2 separate regions of the Mus musculus genome follow, and region 1 is linked to region 2. The links are chromatin contacts, called in public Hi-C maps. All regions are on one chromosome and are shown on one strand. Each heading gives the region's core, a stretch centred on a gene start, on an enhancer-like site or on the middle of the called end of the contact. The rest is flanking DNA. Distances are from core to core; before and after follow the strand shown. Region 1 holds the start of Cela2a (chymotrypsin-like elastase family, member 2A). Region 2 holds the start of Ddi2 (DNA-damage inducible protein 2).

Evidence for each region. A called contact is a pair of places that touch in the nucleus more often than the background predicts.
Region 1: a contact with region 2 is called in a Hi-C map of liver, with 2.0 times the contacts expected there. The contact joins the promoter of Cela2a here to the promoter of Ddi2 in region 2. A contact is called at or near these places in 1 of 484 Hi-C or Micro-C datasets (liver), 3 of 115 datasets of contacts at active chromatin or transcription factors (all in embryonic stem cells) and 3 of 9 other capture datasets (adipose tissue, liver and pancreatic islet).

What each region holds. Positions count from the first base shown.
Region 1 is chr4:141,824,265-141,828,456 of GRCm38.p6, forward strand. Cela2a (chymotrypsin-like elastase family, member 2A) reads right to left here and starts at 1,741. Exons shown (of 8, transcript NM_007919.3): 1 at 1,679-1,741; 2 at 1,266-1,360. The coding sequence starts at 1,718.
Region 2 is chr4:141,721,721-141,725,569 of GRCm38.p6, forward strand. Ddi2 (DNA-damage inducible protein 2) reads right to left here and starts at 1,699. Exons shown (of 10, transcript NM_001017966.2): 1 at 1,337-1,699. The coding sequence starts at 1,474.

The DNA of each region.
Region 1 (4,192 bases), core at 491-2,990, 100 kb after region 2:
ACTATATCTAGTGGGACCTGTGGACAGAGTTTATACCTAACTGTTCCACAGGCATAAGTCAGTGCTTACTTAGGCTGGGAATAGTGGCACAGGCCTTTAATCCCGGCACTCCGATGAATCTGAGTCTGAGGCCAGCTTAGTCTATACAGTGTGTTTCAGAGGAGCCAGAGCGACACAGGGAGGCCCTCATCTAAATAAGTAAATAAGGAAGTAAATATATAAACAAACCTCCTGGCTTCTGTGTGTGTGCCTGTTTGCCTTCATGTATATATGTGTACCCGGTGTTTTGTCTCATGCCTGAGGAGGCCAGAAACATGGCACCAATCCCCTGGAACATTCTAGATTGTTGTAAACTGCTTTGTGGGTCCTGGGAACAGAGCTCAGGTCCTCTGAAAGAGCAGCAAGCACAAGTTATCCCAGGTAAGAGAGGTTTTTCTTTTCTTGGTTTTTCAAGATAAGATTTTTCTGTGCAGCCCTGGCTGTCCTAGAACTCCCTCTGTAGACCAGGCTGGCCTAGAACTCCCTCTGTAGACCAGGCTGGCCTAGAACTCCCTCTGTAGACCAGGCTGGCCTCCAGTCTGGAGATCTTCCTGCCTCTGTCTCCCAAGGGCTGGGTTTAAGGCAACACCAGCAAGAGATTTTTAAATATATTGATTGTAAAGGTCACATTCATCCTATGGAAAGACCTAGTAATTTGTGCTGTGTCAAATTTCAATTTGATATGATGTGAGTATGATTAGATCAGTGTAAGCAAACAGTTATTTTCATTGGTAACATTATAACAAAGAATTCATTTGCAAGCCAGATGGTGGCACACTTTTAATCCCAGCACTTCGGAGATAGAGGCAGGAGGATCTCTGTGAGTTTAAGGCCAGCCTGCTCTAAGAAACGAGTCCAGGACAATCAGAGATAGTTACACCGAGAAAGAAATCAAAGCAAAATAAGCCCTCTACAACAAAAACAAAGAACTAATTTGCATAAGCAGCTCTGATTGGTCTCTTCCAGCACAGAGCATTTGCATAGGAGAGGTGACTGACTTATGGAGTAACCTGTATGTGCCAGCAAGCATCTAATTTTAAATCTGCAGGCATTGCAAATGTGTCTTAGAGTGGTGGACCCCCCTCTTTGAAGTCTCTGGAGAAGTAAACTTTCCCTCAGCCCCCAAATTGGCCAAGGTTGTCAGAATGTATCTTATTGGTGCGTCTGTGTTTCTACCAGGCCTCATCCATATTCACACAATAGACCCACATGTGTGGCTGACTTACCTGCCAGGGCCAGGTGTTGGGTGTGGCCTCTTGACCCCCAACTACCCTGCTCACATCATCCTCCACCTCATAAGTGGGGTACCCACAGCTGAGGGCTGTGAAGAGAGGATTGAGAGAGGATTGTGTTGGTTGGGAGTGATAATTGTGGGCAAAATCACCTGAACCCCAACAGGAAACCCTTGCTTTGGAATGATCTTCGAGGTCCATGAGTCCTGTCCTCCACCCCAGCTCCTAGCTGCCTTTGAATTAGTTAACTGGAGCTGGCCTTAAATTTGCCACCCTCCTGTCTTAGGTTCTTGAGGCTGACACAAGGAGTGTGTCACCATGTCCTGCTATAGGAGGGACCGGAGAGGGGACAGCAGCTCAAGGGAAGAGCAGGAGATTCAGGTTCCCAGCTTCACCAGACAGGTTACCTCCAGCCACCAAGGCAGATAGCAGCAGTGTCCTGATCATGGTGTGTCCCTGGACGTCTGTAGGTCTGGCCCTGGCCAAGCTTCCTTTTTATGAGTGGCCTTATCAGCCAGAGACGCTGGAGGAATATGCAAGGTGGAGATTTTCCCAAAGTCCAGTGCAATAAAGGGCTGGAGTCCAAATGTTTGGTTTTCTTGTTTTTGTTTATTTTTCCATTCCCTTGTCGTTCTAGAAGTACACTGAGAAACATGCCAAAGACAGGTCCTTTGCCAGCAAACACCTGGAACCCCAGCTCTGGGGAGGTAGAGGCAGGGTGATCAGGACTTAAGATTATCCATGGCTATGTAGAGTGCTCGGGGTCAGCCTGGGCCACACATATTGTTTCACCAACTCCTCCCCCAAAACGACAATAGCAACAACCACCATCCGAGAAATGTACATTCTCTCTGCTTTCAAGCTGAGTGTTACGTGAGGAAGAAAGACAATGTTTGTTCCTGGGGTTGCTTTTTCCAAAGAAAACATTAGACCCGCTTAGGAAGCATCCAGTACGAGGACAACCTGGTCTACAAAGCAGATTTCAGGACAGCCAGGGCTATACAGAGAAATCCTGTGTCAAACAAACAAGGAAGGAGAGAGAGAGAGAGAGAGAGAGAGAGAGAGGATGCTGCTTGATTTTTGTTGCCTTGTCCTCTGTGTGATGCTTTCTCTGCTGTTCAATAAAGACAGATCGAAGCCCTTTGTGAGGGACAGACAGACAGTCACCCAACAACAGACACACAGGCACAGAACACATAGATGAGACAGTCTCACACATAGGGATAGATGCAGACACAGAGACAGACAGATTCACAAGGCAGCCTCCAGGCAGGCACAAGTTCAGACGTACACAGTAGACAGACAGGACAGAAGCCTCCAAGAGCATGACACAGAGAATTCAAATCTAGACTTACTCTTGGTTAAGTCACTCCTAGGGGAAGTGCTTCTATTTCTTTCCTTAATGCATTGCTATTGGTGACTCGGAGCTAACTGCTAATGCACAGAATCCATACAAACTAGGTCCTGGAGGTGTAGCTCAGCCAGTGGAGGGCTTACCCAGTGAAGCCCTGGGTTGGAATCTCAGCACTGCAGAACATTGGTTCCTGGTGGCACAGGCCTGTGATCCCAGGGCTCCAGACGGGGAGGCAGGAGGAGATGCTATGTGTCTTCAGCCTGGGCTACATGAGACACTATCTCAAAAGAGAAAGGAGAGAGAGAAAGAGGGAGAGAAGGAAGGAAGGAAGGAAGGAAGGAAGGAAGGAAGGAAGGAAGGAAGGAAGGAATGAATTCAGGTAGAGTTCTGGGACTGCTTTGTGGGTGGGAAGCTCAGGGCAAGAATCTTTCAAAGGTAAGGGGTGTTGGGGTGCGGGATCCTATTGAACTGGATGTCAGAGGGTGTTCTTGTTCTAGATCAATCCCTAACAGCCTTGGAATAGGTAGAACCTTTGTTTATGGCCACAAGAATCATGAAAGCAGCCATTTTGGAAGTGTCAAGGTCAGCTTTCCCTTAAAAGTCAAGGTGCAGGTGGCACTCTTCTCAGGGTGTTGGCTTGGAGATCCAAATAAGTTTTCTCTAGATGAAGTCACCAAACAAACAGCAGTATTGCACTTGGCATGAGCTTGCCGGGTGACCTTGGGCAAAGCAGGCAGGCTCTCTGCCTGAGGGTTGTCTATCTACAAAATGGAAGGACACACATGCTCAGTGTCTGTCTTTGTCTCTCTGTCTCTCAGATTGAACCTGGGGACTTGCACATGCTAGGCAGTCTCCAGCCCTTATCCATCTCTCCAGCCAGAAACCATCATTTCATGCTTGACAGGCCCGAGCTCTACCAACTGAGCCTCATGCCCTCCCCACCAGCTGTTTTACTCTGAGTGATCGTAGGAGCCTTCAGAGCATCCTTGGTCCTACCCCTTAGATACCAATCCCAGTTTTGACAACCAAAGTTGACTGTCCTCATTGCTACATGTACCCATGGGGAACAAGCCACCCCTCTGTGCTTTCCTTCCCATTCTGTGGTTGTAGCCGCAGATCATTTCAGGAGAATCTAAGGTATGTCTTCCCAACAAGCTGATTTGGTTTGCCTCTGGTCACGTGACCTCCCTAGAACCCAGAGCCTGGTGGGGAAGGGGATGTAGTGCAGGGTCTGGTGGAGACTGCAGCACATGTGCCGTCCTTGTCTTGGCAGACCCAGGGAGGCTTCATCCCCAACCATTTTCCCAGGACTAAGGCTTGGCTGCCCATGAATCTGATTGAGGCTTCTGTGCTGAGAGGGAACAGTGAGGAGTCGCTGCAGCACTATCTGCTCAAACCCCACTCGTGGCTGCCTTCAAGTTCTAATTTTGGCTGTTTGACCTTGGGCTCCTGCAGGTGGAGCCGAGCCACAGATGTAACCTTCTCATGACTTATTCTGAACAGTTCCTGAGAAGGCAGCCACCTGGCTGCAGTGCATTGGCACAGCACTGGCATGTCTGTGTGGGTG
Region 2 (3,849 bases), core at 449-2,948:
AAAAACCAAAAGCAGCTGGTTGTGATGGCTCAGGCCTTAACTCCAAACATTTGGGAGGCAAAGTCAACAGGGATCTCTGAGTGTAGATGGGAGCCAGTGTTTTATATAGTGAGACCTGCCTTAAAAACAAAACAAACAACAACCAGCAATTAATCAATCCTCTAAAAAGTCAAATCTCCCCCAGCCCCCCAAACTCCCTGGTCCTAGCTTGCCCCTGCTACCTGTATGAGGAGGCTGACCAACAGGAATGGGGTCCTAGGTTTTTGTGGGTTAATTTTTCTGTGGAAATTGGGGGAACTGTTTATTCCCAACTTTTGCCAGACCGCGTATGTGAGTGACACCTCCTTCCCTAAAATAGATCCTTCCAGAAAGAGCTGCATGCCAAGGTTCTAAAGTTCACATTGTGTGAAGGAATGGTACTTCTGAACACAATATTGACACGCAGAGTTTACCGTAAGTCAGGACAGAACAGGCAGTCGTTGGGCAACAGTTTTTGGAACTATTTCATAATTGCAGAAGGAAATCAAGATTTACATTCTGGGGCCTTGGGAGCTGTCTATAATTTTCTGGTGTTTAGACTACACCCAGCGGGGGCCACTTTGGTTAGAATCTTAAGGGATTTAGTGCAAAGGTTACAAAATAGTCCACCTATTGTTTGATGAAGTCTACTAAGGACACCAAAGCATTTTGAGAATATATTTTCTTGTTAAAACATGAGAAGGCTGAACTCCTGGCCGCCGAATCCCTCGGGGGTCTTCAGACAGTAGGCCATTTTCAAGCTAATATCCTTCGAAAGCACTGAGCTTTGAACTGACCCAACTAAACTGGGCCCAGAAAGGAGGAGGGCTTTGGCCTGAGAGAAGCAGACAGACTGAGTTAACCTAACCATTACTTTAATTAATATATGACATATATATATGTGTGTGTGTGTATACATATATAATAAATTAACCAAAAATGTATGCATTTCCAGAGACGTCAATGGCAGAGTGAGTCTCAAACTTTTTCCCCTCACTTTCAACCGCAAATCTGCATTCTCCCAGGTAGTAAACTGCGCATATTGGAGCGGTCCAAATAAGCGAACCCCAGGCAGGCGTCGTTCTCCCAGTGATCCAAACTGGTATTTCTGGTCGGAAAGTCAGGAGATCCCGGATGAGGACCCAGGCTCCCGAAGGCCAGAAGGTGGGGAGGGCTGCCCGCCCGCGCACGTGCCCCTCTAGCTGCAGTGGGTGCATCCACGGGCGGCTGCAGGACTCGGCCCCCGCCGGCCCCCAGCTCCCCCCGCCCCCGGCCACAGCGGCCGGAGGCCCCCGCTCGCTGCCGCACCCCGGCGTACCTGGCTCTCGGCGGCGGGGATGCCGGACTCGAGCTCGCACAGCGCGCGGAAGTTGTGCAGCTCGAAGTCGGCGTCGACCTGGAGGGAAAAGGTCACCTCGGAGAGGTCCCTCCGCACACAGTACACGGTGAGCAGCATGGCCCGGGCCCGACCCGGCTCGACTCGGCCCGGCCTGGGCGCTGGGCGGAAGGCAGTCGGCGGCTGGGGAGACCTGGCGGCAGCGGCGGGAGGGCGACGGGCGCGGGCTGCTCGCTCGCTCGCTCGCTCGCTCCTTTCCTCCCTCACACGCGCGCAATGACTCACTCGCTCCCGCCCTCGGCAGCCAGCGCGGCCGCCGCCACCCGCCTGCGACGCCGTCTGCCTGCCTGCCGGCCTGCCTCCCACCGCTGCCGTCAAGCTCGCGGGCCGCCCGCCCGGCGCCCCGCCCCGTCGCAACGCCACGGCCGTAAAGCGCGCCAGGCTGCCGGCAGCCTTCGCGACGCTAGGCTGTGGGGCAGGGCGGGGCTGGGGAGACTGGAGGGAGGAATGGGGATGCGGGGTGGGGGAACCCCACGATTTAATGCTTGAGCTCCGGAGTATTCCAGGATCCCAGTCCCAGTTAGTCATCCAACGGGGACCTACTGTGCGAATGGCGTGTGCATAAAAATGGTTGAAAGACAAATTAAGCACATCTTTCTAAAACAGAGTTTTCGTAATGGAAGTTGTCATTTCAGTAATATTAACTCGGTTTCGACTTGGTAATGAATGTAGGACGAAAATCCAGATCCTTTGCTGTGCTCGAGGCCCATCCCAGCCTGCGGGCTGGCATGGCTGCGCTGGCAGCCACACACACACAGCACAGTTCTTAGTTAACTCACTCTCAGACTGCATCCAGCACTGGACGTTTACTGGGTACGGTTTAGAATTTACTCCGTATACTGGGACTGGTAGCGCAAACCTGTAATCCCAGCTACTCAGGAGGGTGAACAGAAGGCTGGCAAATTCCAAGCCTGCCTGGATCATAAGTGTTCCAGTCTGAACAATTTACTTTAATGGTATAGATAAAATACCTTGTTGACATCTTGCCTACCAGGACCAAGCTCAACCTCAGCAGGACAAAAAGACAGTACTTGGGAAACAGTCGTTATTTTAGTGGCCACTCAATTCATAAGAAGATGTAGATACCAAGAATGGTAAAAATCCGAAAACATCTCCCGGGCCCACTAGGGTGGTCCACATTTGTAATCCCAGCACTCAGGAGTGTTTGGTTTCCAGTCCTGGATTAGGGGCTGAGGTATGCATTGTACAAATCAAAGGCTCAAGGTTCTCCTGACATCCCTCTGTCCCTACCTGGCAGGGACTCAGCTGCCCTTCCCCCAGAGACTCTTCTGCATTTAATACAGATATCATATCATATATGATATCATTGGTCTCTCTCTCCCCCCCACCCCCATTCTCTTTCTTTCTTTCTCTCTTTCTCTCTTTCTTTCTTTCTTTCTTTCTTTCTTTCTTTCTTTCTTTCTTTCTTTCTTTTCCCTCTTCTCCTTTCCCTTCCCATGGCGACTAATATGGCTTCCTTCCTCTCCTTCCTTGGGACCAGTGAATTCGTCCTCCTGACAGAAGCTTCCCAACCCAACAAACCCGCATTTACGACGAGCTAATCTGTCTTGAATTGGTTCATTTCACCATCATCCAGGAGCAGAGACTGCAGGATCACTACAAGCACAAGGATTTCCACTCCTGGCTCCGTGGAGCGAGGAGCCTCCTCCAGCAGAACAGGAAGGAAATGGGAAGCAGGGTGGCTGTGGATGCTGCAAGAACTTCACTTTGCAGAAAAGACAGAATACATAGGCGCAAGACTTTTACAAAAACAGAAGTGGAGACGCTGGGACCACAGGACAGGGCTGAAATCAAGCATCCGTGACAGAAAGCCCAGCTGCTGTGCCAAACGAAAAGAAAATTGCAATGAAAATGTCAGCTAGAGAGCCTTTCAAAATGGAGTTAGGAAACTTAAGTAAGGTTTGTGAGGATGCCAGATGCCCCACAGGATGTGAACTCCAATCACCCCACTGTGATTGCGTCTCCACAGTTAGTGGGCACCAAGATGTTTATTGTGGCATGAATTGTTCCTTTAGAAATTTAAAACTGTAAACCAGGCAGTGGCGGTGCACATCTTTAACCCCAGCACTTGAGAGGAGGCAGAGGCAGGTGGATCTCTATGAGTTCCAGGGAAGTCTGGTCTACAGAGAGAAACCCTGTTATATGTATGTGTGTATTGGCTGCATGTTTGTCTGAGCACAAGTATGGATAGTGCTGGTGAGGAGGAAAAGGATGTCAGGTTCCCTGGGTCTGGAGTCGATGGCCGTTGTGAGCTGACATATGGGTGCTGGGAACTAAATTGGATCTAACCTCTAGAAGGGCAGCCAGTGCTCTTATCTGCTGAGCCATCTCTCTAGCAGCCCAACCCTTTTTTGAGAGAGTGTCTCACTGTGTAGCCCTGCAATTTATTGTGTAGAGCAGGCTGGGTCTTGAAC